Regions from separate parts of the Sus scrofa genome. Here regions 1, 2 and 3 are each linked to region 4. Evidence: chromatin contacts called from public promoter capture Hi-C data. All regions are on one chromosome and are shown on one strand. Each heading gives the region's core, a stretch centred on a gene start, on an enhancer-like site or on the middle of the called end of the contact. The rest is flanking DNA. Distances are from core to core; before and after follow the strand shown. Region 1 overlaps LOC110261703 (a long non-coding RNA gene). Region 2 has its middle 77 kb from the start of ADTRP. Region 3 holds the start of TMEM170B (transmembrane protein 170B). Region 4 holds the start of HIVEP1 (zinc finger protein 40).

Region 1 (3,798 bases), core at 329-2,828, 360 kb after region 4:
CAAACCCTTCTGGTCAATGTGGATCTAAATGGAAGGCTGGAGAGGTATTGGGGTGGAGGAGGGTACTCTCTGGAGAATGGACGTCAAACTCACAGGCATGTGATTAAGATGTGACAAGAGAGGTGTCAGAGTGGGTGTAGAAAAAACAGGATAGATATTAATAGGACTAATAGAAGAATCTCACACCACCTGGAACAAAACACAGACATGAGCCCCCAGGCCTGTGGGGTCCCCACCCTCAGATGTCTTTGAAGCCAGTTATCTGGAGGGACCGGTTTCCAGAGTCCCTGCTTTTAGGACACAAGCTACACAGAAAAACTCTTTATAAGCTTCCTGTGCTCTCTTTTTCTGAGATTCCATGAGTCTCTCCATCCATCCCTGGGCAGGAATTCACGCTGCATCAGGCCTCTTGACAGTGCTGGCAGCACAACTGGTGTGAAAGGGACTCTGGACTCGAATTAAGGAAAGACAGAAGAGGGTGAGGTTGAGGTCAAAGCCGAACGGCCTGGGGAAAGGGCTGGGGGAGGGCTGGCTTAGCTCTGCTCGCTTGCACTGGTTTCTACCAGATGCATGTTAATTCTGCAGAGCTTTTAGCAAGCCTTTTCCTGGCAGCATCAGATTATCTCCAAGACCAACACTGCATTTTGCAGCTCCCTCCATAGTGATGTAGGAATGGAGGCCTTGGGGAGCCACAGGGCTCAAGAGCTGGAGCCAGGCCATGAGATTGGGTCCATGAGGAGTAAGACAGGGAGCCTTTGGGGCTGAGACCTTAATTCCATCACTTTATGAAATATCTATCCTTTTCGTCTACCTGCCCAGCCCATAATTGATGCAAGTCCCTCTTATCTAGTCCCTCTTCTTTCAGTTCCATAAGTTGTGTCTTTTAATGAGGTCAGCAAGACCCTTAAACTACCTTCGGGTTCTCTAAAATATACTTCCGTAGGCTGTGGATGTGGGTTCATTTCAAGCTACAAAAATGCATGGAAGAGCCTCTTTTGTCATCACTGGGTTACGTGGAACATGCTCTATATTTTGTGTCTTTAAGACGGTAATCTTGTTAAGAATGAGGACTATTCTTAATTAAATCATAAATCACCATCCCACCAACAGCAACAAAGTCATTACAAATCTATTTATAGGCAGAGATAGCTTGGAATTCAACTGGGAATTGAATTTGAGGAGGAGGGTCATTTCTGGCTTTCAAGGCAAACTCAGAATGGGGCAGTCCCACTTCTGGTTGGGGGCACTTTCCACCTTGAAAATGCCCTTTAAGTGGAGGCAGGTGGATGACAGCTGTTTAAACTGATCTTTGCATGCAACCCTGGCAACTGACTGAGGTACTGAGCTTGGGTCTCTAGCTGCAAGGGCTTTTGTTTCGAAAAGTTAGAATTAATGGCTTAATTCTTACTCTAATCAGAAGGCCGAGGTTTCTTAAAAGGCTGCTTCCTTTCCTTAATTTTTTTTTTTTAACCTCATTGGCTGCACTCATAGCTGACAGTTCCCAGAGCAGTTCAGTGGCTGCAGCCTCTGTCCTGACCGGGCTGGTGGCCAACTGGATCTTAAACCAGCCTGTGGCCTGTAAACAAGATGTACTGGAATTGAAGGAAAGCTGATGGAAGTGCCTGCCAGGGGGAGGAAGCTGACCACAAGTGCAGAGTCTTTCCTTCCAAGGTTAACTACCCACTGAAGCAATCTAAACTAGCCCTGCCCTTTCTGCACAGGTTTTCATTAGCTGTTTGATCTGCAAAAAACAGAGACTCTACAGGATAAGGACTGGGGACACCCTGCCTTGGTTCCCGGGGTTCTAGCAAGCTTGCCAAAGAGCTCAAGGGAGTGGAGGAGAGCATCTGCTTTTTAAAAAGTCTGAAGTGTAAAATTAATATACTATGTCTCGTTTTAGATACATGCAGCCCTGCTACCATCTTCCTATTTGAACTATTAGCATGGCTCATGTCAAAGGCCTACCCCACCCTCTCACCAGCCCAGCTCCACTGCATTCAACGGGGCAGCTTCCCAGGAAGGCCTTTTGCCCACGGCCAAGGTGACAGGCTCAGAGCAAAGAAGGAAGGCGTGGCTTCTTTCCCCTCCATCCAGTACATTCCTCAACATGGATTTCCAAGTTTCGCTTTCACACCAATTCTAACCATGGCTTGTTTTCCTGGGAGGTTCAGGATTTCTTGGCAGATTATTCCCTAGGAGGCCTCCACTGCTTCCCGGTCCTGATTGCTTTATATTCTGTTTTCAGCCTCTGCACATGATAACCCTTTTGTTCTCAGAGCCCTCACGCTGACACGCTGTCCTTCCTCCTTTATAATCTCTTTCTGTATATTTATCTCTGCAGGAATGTAGCTCCGAAGAAAGAAAAGGCAGCTACACGTTGTTTGCCTGCAGCCTGGTTGGCTGTTTATGTCTACACAAAGCATTTGCCCCAGAAGGGACCGCGTACAGCTCTAGGCATCCAAGAAAACAAAGCATCTCAACATCAGGTAACCAAGCCGGGCACACAGGGAATTCACAACACATCTATTTTTTCCTTTGTATGAGAACAGACGGTGCCTGGGAGTGCCCAAACTCTAGTGGGGAAGAAGGCGGGCATTAGGAGAAGCAGGACAAGTGGTGTTGCAATCTGGATTTCTTCCTTTCCCAGGGCTCCTGCACCCCCCCCCCCACTGCCGCCCCGGGGCAGCCAGACCAAGAATGGGAGTGGATCCTTGACTGGAAAGCTCCAAATTGGAGCCCCGAAGGTTCTGCCCTGGGTTCCTGGAGATGGTGGTTTGTGGATCTGGAAGTCCTGTCTGGCTTCCGACGAGTCCTTTGTAGTTATGCTACCCATTCCAAGTTTTTAAAATAAGGGTTATTAGCAGATGATTCCAAAAGGAAACTTCTGGAAGCTGATAAAAATGGACTCCTTTAGGCTCTGAGGAAGAATGGGGGTTTGCGCTGTTATTCCTCCACAGAGCCTTTTACAGAGGCATGGTGACATTTTAAAAGGCAAGGCAGGGTCTAGAGAGCATGATTGTGAAAGATGCTTGCTGCCTTGAACACAGTAAGGCAAACGAAGTGCCGGATGCTGCGCCGCCCGTGCTCCCACCCCCATCTCCCTTCCCTCTTTCCCAGTTTCCTGGCCAGCTTAAATCATCCTGGTTGTTGCTGTCTCCAGGGGTTAAATTTCTGACTGCAAATAAAAGGTTTCTCTCTCAGGGCTACTGCTTTGGGTCATCTCAGCCTATCAATAGAAATACTATCAGCCAAGAATGCCTGGGGCGCCCACCTGGACCCCTGCTATTAACAGGAGCCCGTTAATATCTGTGACAGATACTCCCCATCGAAGCCAATATTGAGGCTGGACCAGCCTTGCGGTTCTTATTATGATTGCAGGGGGCACCTCAGTGACAACCGTCATGGAATTTTGAAAACTCACATGTCCTGGAGGGAACACAGCACACTTGAGGCCACACGGAAAGGTCAATGGGAGAGGGAGAGCATGGATCTGGGGTTGAGGGTGGGATGCCAAGGGTTTCCTGGGTTCAACCTTGATTGGTGAATTTACACCGTAAGAGTGGGAATTCAAGTGCAGGGAGGGGGAAGCAGGGGTTAAAAGGGCATCTATTGAGGTCACTCAGGGCTTGCTACAAGGGGACTTCATGGGTGGGACAGCTGGCTCTGGTCTAGAAGGGTAGCAGGCAGTGTGTTTTTTGAGATGGATGTCTTTGAAATGATGCCTCAGCAATCCAAAGCTTAACATAGAGTACTTACATTATAATCCAAACACTAGGGAGTTCCCGCCATGGCACAGTG
Region 2 (3,797 bases), core at 928-3,427, 280 kb after region 4:
CTCACCCTCTCTAAGAGAGCCAATCTATGGTTAGAGGACCCAAAATAGAGTAGATGATGACCTCGGCCACTGATGGGTCAGCAAAATTCTGCATACCTTTGACGGAGTGGAAAGAGGAGGCACAGCTGCAACATGCCACACTTTACAATTCAAGTCTTGACCAACTGGCTGGCACTACAGGAATTTAAACTTGCTTTACGGCTGAGGAGAGAAGTTAGTGTTCGTTTGTCACCATTCTTAAGAGAGGAGACAGCAAAGAGAAAAAATGGATTCCACCGGCTCCTAAAGAACTTCAGCAGGACTGAACTTCCCCCAAATTACTTTTCACCCAAACATCTCATCAACCAATCCCAAAGACCCTGAAGTGTTGACTAGAGACTGACACTTTTTGAGGGCAGACTGTGTGGTTTTTTGAGGGCAAGGGTGCATCTTATTCACCACTGTATCCTCCACACATGGCAAGTGCATGATGTACAGTGGACCTTAAATACACGAGCCTCAGACAGATTTAGGTAACATCCTTAATGTCTCATGATGGTATCAGAATTCAAAGTCAGATTAATCCAACCCAAATGCACCAACACTCCATCAGCGGTTTTTATTATTTCCTGATTGATGCCTTTGGAATTTATTTTACATCATGGCCTAGTAAACATATATACACACATACAGACACAGCACACACACACACACACACTTTGGTTTTTTGTTTTTTGGGTTTTTTTTGCTTTTCTAGGGCTGCACCAGCGGCATATGGAGGCTCCCAGGCTAGGGGTCTAATTGGAGCTACAGCTGCTGACCTACACCACAGCTACAGCAATGCAGGATCCAAGCCAAGTCTGCAACCTATACCACAGCTCACGGCCACGCCAGATCCGTAACCCACTGAGTGAGGCCAGGGATCAAGCCCGCAACCTCATGATTCCTAGGCGGATTTGTTTCCACTGTGCCACGATGGGAACTCCATACTTCTAACATGTGTGATAGACTACTTTATTTTCTATCCTATTATTTGAAAGATATTGTGACCATCAAATTGATTTCTCAATCCAACCTCAGGGCAACAATCTATAAGCTGCACAACACTGCATCCTACTGTACTGTAGGATTCATTCATTCACTGAATAAGTAAAGTGCCTACCATGTGTATGGCCCTGGCCACATGCATGCCATGGCCTGAGGACAGGGATGATGGCCATCCCTCAGGCCGCTTGCATCTTTTTATCTTTCATTCTGTTAGCAACTGCTGTGCTCAGACTCGGCTCCTCTGAGGTGTGACAGGAAGAAGAGAAAAAATGCTTCCACTACAAGAGCTTATAAGACCTTCTGCTGAGGCTTAAGCCTGGCCTGAGCCAATATATTTGGTTACACTTTTGGGATTTGTTTTCACTCAACACTTAATTTTATTAAGATTCAAATTATGAAGTTAGATGATGTAGAGTTGGGAAAACAAATACTATATGACTTCTACCTTGCCAGGAATCTGGTACAGGAGTCTGAAAACTCTCAATCTAGGCATGTTTTATTTCATTGAAAATTTTTCTAACTAAATTCTAAAATGCACTCATGTTGATATTTTATGTACATGCATTAATTCAACTTTACCAGTTTTTAAAATCATGGGGTTCAATAAAATTCTACTGTAAAATAAATTGCATTGGCACTGCCTGTATTTTCCTCTGCTAGACTTCCTGCCATCATGACCTTTTAGTGCCCTCACATCACCAAACTAAGAAGAAGAAACCAAGAGATCTGTCTGCAACCAATTCAGTCATAGTCCCCCTGCTCAGCAATGTAGATTTCTAAGTAAGCCCCACATCAAGGGAAAGAAAAGACCTGTTGCAGACTATCCTTCTAGCTTAAAGATGAACCTCTTTCCGCCCCACCTGGGAGCCATCTTAGACCCTAGGCATGGAATACAGGGGTTGCTTATACGACTGGATCAACAATGAAAAGGGAGATTTTGCTGTACATTGTAGTGGATTTAATGAAAATGTCATGTGCACATGAATCTTGGTTCTATGGCTGCTCATTGGGACAGACTGAAAGAAAGCGCAACTTCAGGGGCGGGTGTCCAAGAATGGGAGCCAGCAAAGCTCTCAGCTATTTATGTGTGCATGTGTTTATGTGTGTCACATGGCACTGTACTTGTGCGCTTGAGATCAAAGGGCAGCCAGCCCTTTTTCTCTGGTTGGTGGGTGGAGCTGCTCAGGGCAGGCAGCTCTTTGATTGTGACTTATCACCTTACTGACTCTCATCCTGTCCCTTTCTACATGCCACACTTGTCATTTCACTTTATCTCTCACACAGTCACCCTTGAAAGACCCTCCAAGTACCAGAGGCCTTGGCTCCTAACACAGATCATCATCAGATGAGGCTATTTATCCACTATCTAAATAATCCTAATTAACACTTAGCTAAAACTTTACCATTTCTAAATTTAATTATACTTACAATATAAATTCACTTATGATGCAATAACCCAGAACTACTATATTACTATCTGAATTGGTTTCCTGGGGCTACCATAACAAAAGACCACAAACTAGGTGGATTAAAAACAACAGAAGTTTATCCTCTGACAGTTCTGGAGGCTAGTGGTCTGAAAGCAAGGTGTCAGCATCCTTTGAAGCCTGTAGGGAAGAACCCCTCCTTCTGAGGGTTTTGGGTAATCCTTACCCGATCCCTCCAGTCTCTGCTTCCATCTTCATACGGATTCTGGTTTGCATGTCCCTATATTCCCCTCTCCCTTCTCACATCAAGACACCAGTCATTGGTTTTAGGGCCCACTCTAAGTTCAGGATGATTCCATTTTGATATCCTTAACTAATCACATTTGCAAAGACCCTATTTTCTAATAAGGTCACACTGGGGTGGCAAGTGGACAGTAATATTGGCAGGATGCTATTCAACCCAATACATTATCCCCATTTTACAAATGAGGGGACTGAGGGTCACAGGCCACTGGATATAAAATTGTGGCTTTTAATTCCTCTCTTGTCTGTCTTAAGTCAAGCAGTTACCGATAGTTCATACCGTCTATTGAGCTTCCAGCAAAGATGGCCATTTGCTATCCATTATCTCTAGCTCTTCCCTGTCTGAAAGGCAGACATTATCATCCCAATGTTAAGGATAAAGAACAGGCTTAGTGAGGTTGATGACTCTGCCCAAGGAAAAACTACCCCAGAAAAATGGAGCCCCAGCCCAGTCTGGTCAGCTCAGATACTCCCTTTTCTTTACACCATGTAACTTCTACCAATTTGTTTCTGTCCCCTGTATGATGTCTCCTCAAGGTCAAAATGTTAAACAATTTCATTTTAAAACCTTTGATACAATGTGAGAAAGTGTGGGGCCCCAAGGAACTCACATTGTTGTGGAAAACCCACTTTCTAGAGTCCTAGCAATTCCAGTGGCCACAGAAGTGGGTTAAATGAACACTGGAGGTAAGCAAGGAGCCTCATGTTGGGGAGATGGGGAAGGAAATACAGCTGATCCTTGAACAGGGCTTAGGGGCACCCATCCTCCACACAGTAGAAAATCTGTGTACCATTTATAGTCAGCCCTCCATATCCAAGGTTCTTCTGTGCTCACATCCACAGATGCAACCAATAGCAGATCATGTAGTACTGTCGTACTTACTACAAAAGAATCCATGCAGTTCAGATCTGTGTTGCTCAAGGGTCCACCATAGTATAAAGAGCTGCTGGAGCTGAACACAGCAGAGCTATTCAGCCTTGCCTGCACATTTAGAGTCACCTGGGGAGCTTATGAAAATGTTTATGCCCAATCCCTCCTCA
Region 3 (3,886 bases), core at 738-3,237, 420 kb after region 4:
GACGTTCAGCATATCCTTGATAAAATGGCAAAGTCCAATGAGCAACCGATGATTTTTAAGATTATACTGGGAGATAATGAGAACTAACCCTAGGTTGAAACTACTATTGTTAACCTAATGGTTGATCTATGGGAACTAGAAGCCACTCCAATGATTTACAATCTTAAAGCAAGTGTTTTAAATACTGTTCAGTCTGACTAGGAGGTAAGCTACATTTACATTTACCCCACGTTTCACAAAGCCAACTTTCTCTAAAGACCCACTGATGAGCCAAGACAGTCACTAAATGATCCAAGTGCATAATCTTAAATCCTTATTTTTCATTTTACTCCAATAAACACAACTGATACAACATTTAAAATATTAACAGTGGATGAATACAAGGAAAGCCATAAGTAAGATAAAGGAGTCTATCTCAGAACTCAGCTGAATGATGAAATGGTCTTTATGTCAATATAGGTTTTAAGAACTAAAAATATGTTCCTGACTTGCAACCCTCCTGTAAGGTCAGGTTTGCTCCAAGTTAAATAACCACGGATTAAAAGTGAGGATACCATAAATCAGTGCAGAATCCAAGTTAATTTCATAGTTTCCACATCCAAGGCAACCAGCATCTTTAAAGTCAACTTGGTGGTACATAATCTCCCCAGTTTTCCTCTATGAATATCTGAATTTCATATAATACCAGAATTTATAATATGTCATATCCTATCAAGATAGATTATGCTTGTAAAATACACTTCATAGTCTTAACCAGTTTGACATAATGCATTTTGAAATACTAAAGTTCTATCAAAATTTGCTGTCCTATACGTCTTTTTAAGGTTTTAGGTTTTTTGTTTGTTTTTCACTGAGAAGCAGGCACTGAGAAGTCATCAAATTTCAATTGAAATCACTTTCTTGTAGACACTAATATTTAGAGAGTATTTTTTAAATTCAGAACTCTGGATAATCTAAGCATAATACAAGAATCTCTGCATGAATCAAACCAGAAATTTCTTCACAAAGCGGACCTACAAATTTGATTAAAAGGTATGAGTATTATTGCTCACTTCTACAACTAGAAAATGACGCTAATTATTATAATGTAGTTAAGTCTAATTTCCTCCTGATAGCCTTGACATATGAAGAGGAATACACAAAATTATCAAATGTCACAGAAGCAGCGGCTTAGAGGCCAGAGGGAGAGAGACAGACAAAAGGAAAGAGGAGAGGGGGGAGATACATGGTTAAAGCAAAAAGTGCTCAGAATGCACTAGACCTGGGTCCAGCCTGTGACCTACTATAATGAGTCATTGATACCATCAAAAAAAAAATTTTAACAGTTGACGGAAACTGATCGTTGTGAGCAGGGAATTTAAGTCCTACATTCGATTTAAAATTTGCCAGAAAGAAAAAGAGCTAAACCAGAAAAAGATCGAAAGAGCAAGAAGTGGGGTGTGTGCGTTGGGGTGGAGGGATAATTGAAGGCTAACAGTACTCAAGTCTCAGCACTAACTCAATTCTGTGCGTACTACGGAGGCATGGGGGTCGCGGACCCTCCCCATGCAGGGAGCGGAGGCGGCCGTCGTGGATTCTCCCCCGGGAACTCTAGAGCCTCCGGGGGGGAAAGGGGGACCCTGGTTGGCGCCCCCGGAACAGCCGGATCCAATTAACAACATCCTCGCCAGGGGTCGGCACCGCGAACTGCCTAGCGAGCTCACGGGGGTGGGGCGGCGAGGAGCACTTCCCCTCCACCGGAGGGAGAACAGAGGCGAGGGGCGGCACCGCATCCCGGTCCCCATCCCGGGCGCATCAATTACCCGTGAGGTTCCTCAGCACCGTCCCGTGGGCCCAGAGGCTCAGGACCTGCTGCACCGACAGGTTGATCATGGAGTGGTCGCCCCCCTCCGCCTTCATCTTCCCCGAAGGGCGCCCGCCGCCCTCTCCTCGGGCACCGGGCGGCGGCGGCGGCGGCTGCGAGGCTACGGGGGCGGCGGCGTGTGCGCGGCTCCTCCAGGCCGCCGCCGCCGGGGGAGGCTTCGGGGCTCCGGGCTGGGCGCTGCTGCTGCCGCCGATGGGCCTCCGGAGGGGGGTCGCTCAGCGCGTCTCCCAGGCAGCCCCCTCCCCGCCGGGGAGACATTGAGGACGGCGGACGGGGGAGGGGAGGGGGCCGGGCGCTCTCCCGGCGCGGCCTCCGAGCGAGGACTCGGGGCGGTGGAGGCCGCTGTCGCTCCCTCTCAGGGGCAGCACGGCGCCGCGGGGGCCAGTCTGGTGAAGAGGCCGAGGTCACGCCGGGAGGCCCGGGGTGATGGGCAGTCGGCAGGTGCAGCCCCCGATGGAGCCCCGCTCATCACCACCAGAGCAAGAGAAGATCCGGGACTCCGAGAAGACTGCGGCGGCGGCGGCGGCGGCCGCGGGGGCACCTGCCGCCAGCCTGCCCACCCTCCGACCGCCGACACTCGAGGAACCGCCCCCTCCACCCGCGGCCGCCAGCGGGCCGCTCGTGCGCGCGCGCACGGGCCCCCACTTCCCCCTCCCTCCCCGGGGCCGCTGCGCATGCTCACTCTCCCCCTTCCCCTCCCGCGACCCGTCGCCCTCCGACAGCCGGCCGGCTTCAGAGCCCTCCTCCTCCCCCTCCTCCTCCCCGTCCTGGCGCGCGCGAGCTCGCGTGGCTGCTGGTGCCGAGCGTCGGCCCGCAGTGGGGCGGAGGGAAGCTCGGCCTACGTCACTAGCGCCACCGCCGGGCCTCGCTGCTGATTGGGTGCTCCAAGGGAACCACCTCCACGCCCTCCCTCCTGCCCCGCCCCCAGCCCCGGGCGCGCGCCCTGGGAGCGCTGGGAGCGCTGGGTGCGCCCGTGCTGCGCGCTGCTGAAACTCCAGGCTGAGCGGCAGCCCTGACGCAACGAGTTAGCAAAGTCCGTCAGCTGGTTTCTGTGACAGTTCGCATCTTTGGCTCCGAACGAAATCCTTTGGATAAAGAGGTTTGAGTACAACTTTTTTCGAAAGTGAAATTTAAACCCAACGTTTTAGGCTTATCAGTTTGCGAGCTGTTGAGGTTTTTTCGGGTTTTGTTTTGGGTTTTTTTTTTTTTTTTTTTTTTTTTTTTTGAGTCAGGAGCCCTGGGTAGGATAGGTCACTACTTGTGAAAGCCATTAACAGAAACAGACCAGGTCCATCCTTCGTCCAGTCCTTCCCACACCAGGAACTTGGGCCTCGAGTGGTTCCAGCATCTGAAATTACCTGTAGACACACGGCTGGGCAGGTGTCCTACACCCCAGTGCCATCCCGGGTCTGTCTCTTTTTATCAAAATGTAAAAGTCTCCGTTATTTCTTTTCCTCCCTCCAACGTAAACTAGGTCTCGTCCCATGGTTTTTGCTCCCTTTCTTCATGTCCACCGTTAGCCCGACGAGCTGTCCAAAATACTGCAACTCCTTGACATTTGGAACCTTTTATCTTAAAAAAATAAGACTGCAAGTCCTGGTAATAACAAAATATGCACTGGTCAGCCCCCGCCCCTCACCCCCGTCCTTTTTCAATCCCTTTACCATCTGAAAAGAAAGTCTACAAAGGGTGCTGAAGTTCCTGCTGTAGCGAAATCATCAGCTACATTTGGCAAAACGTAGAAGGGTTGAATCACTTGTAAAACGGTGTTCTTGGCGACGACTTTAAAAAGAATTATATATACGCATTTATACATGTGTGTATTTACATATGTATGTATGTGTCGACTGAAAAAAAAAAAACGTGCAGTGGAAGTGTCCTGAGTTAAGTTTTATTAGGGGCAAAAAGGAGGACTAGAGCCCGGGAGGCAGCCTCTGGGATGGCTCTGAGGAACTGCTCCCAAGAGGTGAGGGGGGAGGCCAGCATCTCTGTGATTTTGCTGGAGGGGCTGCATGGGCTCAG
Region 4 (4,303 bases), core at 1,249-3,748:
CCTCAGCAACGCGTGGAGGGAAGGCGAAAGTCATTGTGAAACTTGAAACTCATTAACTTTGAAAAACAACTTTATAAAAAACCGAGAGGGGGGCGGGGTGTCGGGTTGACGGGTGGAAGGGGACATATCATTAACCCTGAACTGAAACCACTTTTTGGTGGCGGATGTTCTATTAAAAGATTGAGGAAAGCCAAGGTTATTCCAGAGGCCGCTCCAATGCCTGCTGGTGGTTCCCAGAGCCGGAGCTGCGAGCGCGGTTAACCCCTGCCTGTCCGCCTGACAGCTTGGGGCAGGGAGGAGAGGGGTCTCTGGGGTCAGGAAAGGGGTTGCAGGGCTAGGCAGCCGACCTGGCCCCGGGGAGGCTAGGGAGGAGAGAAAGGGGGAAGAGGGAGTAGTTACCATAACCCAGAGTTTGACCCCGGCTGCTAGAAAGCAATAGAGGAAGCAAGGAGTTGGAAACCGATGGAAAAGAAATTGGGAGGGGCTGGACCAGGGTACTGTTGCAAGTTTTCGGGGTTAGACCAAAAGAACAGAAATGTGGGGCTCAGAAATCCCACATGGACCCCTAAGGAAGCAGGCACAGATACTTGGTTTAAGGAGCCGCGCTAAACTCGAGAGGAATAAGGTGAAACAAAAATTTGATGCAGAAAAAATTCTCAGATAAACCCAAACTGCTTTACCCTTTTAAGGAATAAAAATGCTAAACGACCGTACACCCACTCTGCCGACCATCTGTGCAAACTTGAATTGTTTTGTTCCTCGGGGCTTCCATAAAGACATCTAGGTTTTTCCTGCTAGGGTTGACCCCTAAAATTCCCCTGAGGAAATCCTACCTCTAGCTCATTTGAGCTAAGAAAAGCTTAACTGCACCAGTATGCCAATGATTAAAAATGGAATACTCAATAAAAGCGAGCTTGTAACCAAAAATAATGTCATGTAAAGGGGGGAATATGCCCATCAAAAACTGGATTTGGCCATAAGAGCAAAGAGCAGCCAACAACTGCCTAAATTTGCAATAATGTTTGGCAAACTATGCTTCCAACATTGCCATGAAATAATGCACTCTTTAAATTTTCGATGTCATAAAATCACCTCTTTTATGAAATTAAATGGCAACTATAAAAAGTACGTACACTTCGCAGTTTGTGTTAAAAGAAACACAAACATCTCTTTAAGTGCGAAAGTATACCTAATTTCTCAGAGGATAAAGACGAATATTGATTCTACTTTGTGTCACCTGCTAAGTCAAAATTACCATATTTTTAACCCAATAGTTGTTGACCATAACAAATATTTAGCGTGAACACAAGGTTTAAATGGAATTTGGCATTGCTGGGAACTTTCTAACAAATTAAACATGCAATCTGGAGTTGTAATAGATTAATGTCGTCATTTTAATTTGCTATAGGACTCTTTTCTTATATTCTATTCACAATTTCACTTTCTGGAGCATTAAATTAATATTAATTTTTTGAAGCATATACAATACCGAACAGTTTCCCACTCCGAATTTTCTAAATGCAATTTCTTTTCCTAATTCCTCCTACAGCCCTGACTCCCTAGTTATCAGAATGCAGGGGAATCCAACTCAACTATAAAGTAGCTAGTTTCGGCTTAATTATTTGGTGGCAAATTAAATACAATTTCTCAAACTGTATCCTATAAACGGAATGTGGAGAAACACCTTTTTTTTTTTTTTTTTGAATCAAAAGATAAATGGGAATGGTAATTCTGGCACAATGGGGGAGGTGACCATACTCCGGAAAAAAAAAAAAAAAAAAGGAGGGGGCTCCTCTCGGGCCCCACTTCCCTCCAGCTGCGCCCCTCCTGGAGGTGCGAGCGCTCTCGGAGCCCCCCTTGCGGAGTGGGGTTCAGCTGAGGGCAGTCCCACATTTGTCTGGCAGAACAGTGTGGGGAGAACACAAGTCCTCCGCCGGGGTTCGTCGGGGGACCCCGCTGGCCCGCCGCGTCCGCCGGGCGCCGCGCCACCGCCGCTGCCCTCTCGCCCCCCTGCCCCGGTTCCCACGCGGCCGCCCGGCCGGCCCGGCTCGGGCTCCCCCCTGGCGCGGCCCCGCGGCCCCGGCCCTCCGCCCTGCGCCCGGCCCGGCTGCGCCAGCGCCACGCGGAGATCCCGGAGGTTCCTCCCCGCTGGCCTCCGGGTCACGCCGCCGCCCGTCCCTCCCCTCCGCCCTCCGCCCTCCGCGCGCGCTGGGCTTCCCCGTCCACCGGCCGAATCCCCTCCTCCTCGGGCGACCCGGCGACAAAACCTGCCCCGCACGCTCTGCCAGCTCTGCCCCACGCCCAGGCTCTTCCCCGGCCAGACGCCAGACAAAAGAGCCGACCGAGAGAAAACTTACCCGAACTGCCACGCAAAAGTCTGATCCAAAGCTTCCTGCGTTTAACTTTTAATTTTAAAAACAACAAAAGCAGAAACCAAAAGCCTCCTAGGTTGGAAGTGGGCGTGAGAGGAAATGCTAGGGGGAGGCGCTTCATTCCCTCGGCTGCTTTTGCCCCCCCCCCTTTTCTGGCCCCTGCCTGGGGCTTTGATGTTATCTAGTGCACCGCCTACGTTGGGTTTATACCGTGGGCTCTGCGCCGAGAACGATACACAGCTATTTGGCAGTTTATTTGCTAGTTTGAAGAGAGAGAAGCAGGTGGTCACGGGGAAGGATTCCCACTTCTTACTCCCGCGGTGAGAAGAGCGTTTGCCCTGCTTCCCTTTGTTATCTGGGCTGAAATGAACAATCCACCTATCCAGAAATCCTGGAGAGCTGGACCCTGTGGCATTTTCTGTTAGACACACAAAAAAAGAAGCCTTCTCAATTAGATTCATTTTCCCTCCACTCAGCACAAACTTAGAACAGGGTGGTATTGTATGTTTTCTGAGGCTTTGTTTGGTTTTTAGATTTCGGTTTTGAAAGTAAATATTATTTCTCTTCTAAGATAGACCTGCAGCCTTGAAAAGACAAGATACCACTGAAGAAAATAAACTCACATAATCACATGCCTTTCATGTACCATTGGTACAGGTCAGGCTCTCCCGCACCCTCCCCCTCCCATTATGGAAAGCTTGTAACTGTTGATTTTATCTTCCTTAACTGGACACTAGCAGAAACCGGATATATTTTTACATTAGATTAGCAGTCTCAGGACCATCACAAACAAAGCACTAACAAAAGGATTTCTTTTCTTTACTGTCAGATTCGTAATCAAGAAACACTGCAGAGGCTGCCATTCGGTCCTAACTGTTCATCCATTTTATGCCAACACCAACCTGTGTTCAGGCCTTGCCCTCTGGGAGTTTACAAATTAATGGAGACAGAATAAACACGTGGAAAAATACCTAGAGGGAAAAAGATACAAGAGGAGGCTTATAAACAGAGCCAATTAAAGTTATACACAGTTATTTACGTGATTGCTGAGAGCTTTCTGGATTGGGTGGAGGGCAGGATTATCACAGAAAGTTCCATCCATCCCCACGGTGAGTTCTCAGCAGGATTTTGAGGGAGAAAAAGTTCAGGATTTGGCAATTGTATGAGAACAGCATTCCAGGCAAGGGAAGTGGCTTGAAGGTGAGAGCAAGTGAACCGTGCGTGTGATGGTTTTTCTGGCTAGGACAGAAAGTCAAAGTAAATGTGAAAAAGGAGGGGTGGCCGTGCAAATGTAGCGTCCAAAGCAGGAGCATGTGCGAGGGAGCGAAGGCCATGCAGAGCTATTTCCAGATGAGAGGCCTTCACCTGCCCTAACAGGAAGAAGGGGGTCTCTTCTCGTGAGCTGCAAAGACAGAATGGGCAGGGAAAAGCCTCCCTGGGCATCTTTAGGAAGGAATTAAGACATGATACTGCATGTCATTTGGAGACATCTGGACTGAGAATAATCTTTTTAAGAAAAACTATTATTACTGATGGACTTAGGATCTGGCACAATAGTATTTTTATTGGCAGTAGCAGTAATAGTAGTATTTGTATCAGCAGGAATAGAAATAGTACATATCCTCCTTGATTTACAGTAGTGTTGGAGTTCCCGTCCTGGCTCAGTAGTTAATGAATCCAGCTAGTATCCATGAGGACGTGGGTTCGATCCCTGGCTTTGCTCAATGGGTTAAGCATTCGGCATTGCCATGAGCTGTGGTGTAGGTTGCAGATGCGGCTCAGATCTGGCATTGCTGGGGCTGTGGTGTAGGCCTGCAGCTACAGCTTCAATTGGACCCCTATCCTGGGAACCTCCATATGCCATGGGTGCGGCCCTAAAAAAGACGAAAAACAGGGGAGCTCCCGTTGTGGCTCGGTGGTTAACGAATCCA

The links. Promoter capture Hi-C pulls out the DNA fragments that hold promoters and counts their contacts.
Region 1: a contact with region 4 is called in a promoter capture Hi-C map of liver, with 2.5 times the contacts expected there. The contact joins the enhancer-like site here to the promoter of HIVEP1 in region 4. A contact is called at or near these places in 1 of 5 promoter capture datasets (liver), 3 of 47 Hi-C or Micro-C datasets (embryonic fibroblasts, epiblast stem cells and heart right ventricle) and 2 of 2 datasets of contacts at active chromatin or transcription factors (alveolar macrophages and skeletal muscle).
Region 2: a contact with region 4 is called in a promoter capture Hi-C map of liver, with 10 times the contacts expected there. The contact joins the enhancer-like site here to the promoter of HIVEP1 in region 4. A contact is called at or near these places in 3 of 5 promoter capture datasets (fetal skeletal muscle, liver and skeletal muscle), 8 of 47 Hi-C or Micro-C datasets (embryonic fibroblasts, fetal heart ventricle, fibroblasts and 3 more) and 2 of 2 datasets of contacts at active chromatin or transcription factors (alveolar macrophages and skeletal muscle).
Region 3: a contact with region 4 is called in a promoter capture Hi-C map of liver, with 3 times the contacts expected there. The contact joins the promoter of TMEM170B here to the promoter of HIVEP1 in region 4. A contact is called at or near these places in 1 of 5 promoter capture datasets (liver) and 1 of 2 datasets of contacts at active chromatin or transcription factors (alveolar macrophages).

What each region holds. Positions count from the first base shown.
Region 1 is chr7:8,148,676-8,152,473 of Sscrofa11.1, reverse strand. LOC110261703 (a long non-coding RNA gene) reads left to right here. Exons shown (of 3, transcript XR_002346166.1): 2 at 2,342-2,486; 3 at 2,648-3,266. Among named protein-coding and RNA genes, the nearest start is that of MIR7136, 15 kb to the right of the region's middle. Within about 2 kb of position 1,578, at least 32 of the 83 cell types and tissues checked have an H3K27ac peak or open chromatin away from gene starts, as enhancers often do. A contact at or near this core is called in liver and skeletal muscle, where this site is marked.
Region 2 is chr7:8,235,136-8,238,932 of Sscrofa11.1, reverse strand. No RefSeq gene overlaps it. Among named protein-coding and RNA genes, the nearest start is that of ADTRP, 77 kb to the left of the region's middle. Within about 2 kb of position 2,177, at least 11 of the 83 cell types and tissues checked have an H3K27ac peak or open chromatin away from gene starts, as enhancers often do. A contact at or near this core is called in fetal skeletal muscle, liver and skeletal muscle, where this site is marked.
Region 3 is chr7:8,092,454-8,096,339 of Sscrofa11.1, reverse strand. TMEM170B (transmembrane protein 170B) reads right to left here and starts at 1,987. Exons shown (of 3, transcript XM_003482132.4): 1 at 1,803-1,987. The coding sequence starts at 1,899. NEDD9 (enhancer of filamentation 1) reads left to right here and starts at 2,787. Exons shown (of 9, transcript XM_021100184.1): 1 at 2,787-2,963.
Region 4 is chr7:8,514,051-8,518,353 of Sscrofa11.1, reverse strand. HIVEP1 (zinc finger protein 40) reads right to left here and starts at 2,498. Exons shown (of 8, transcript XM_013987651.2): 1 at 2,358-2,498.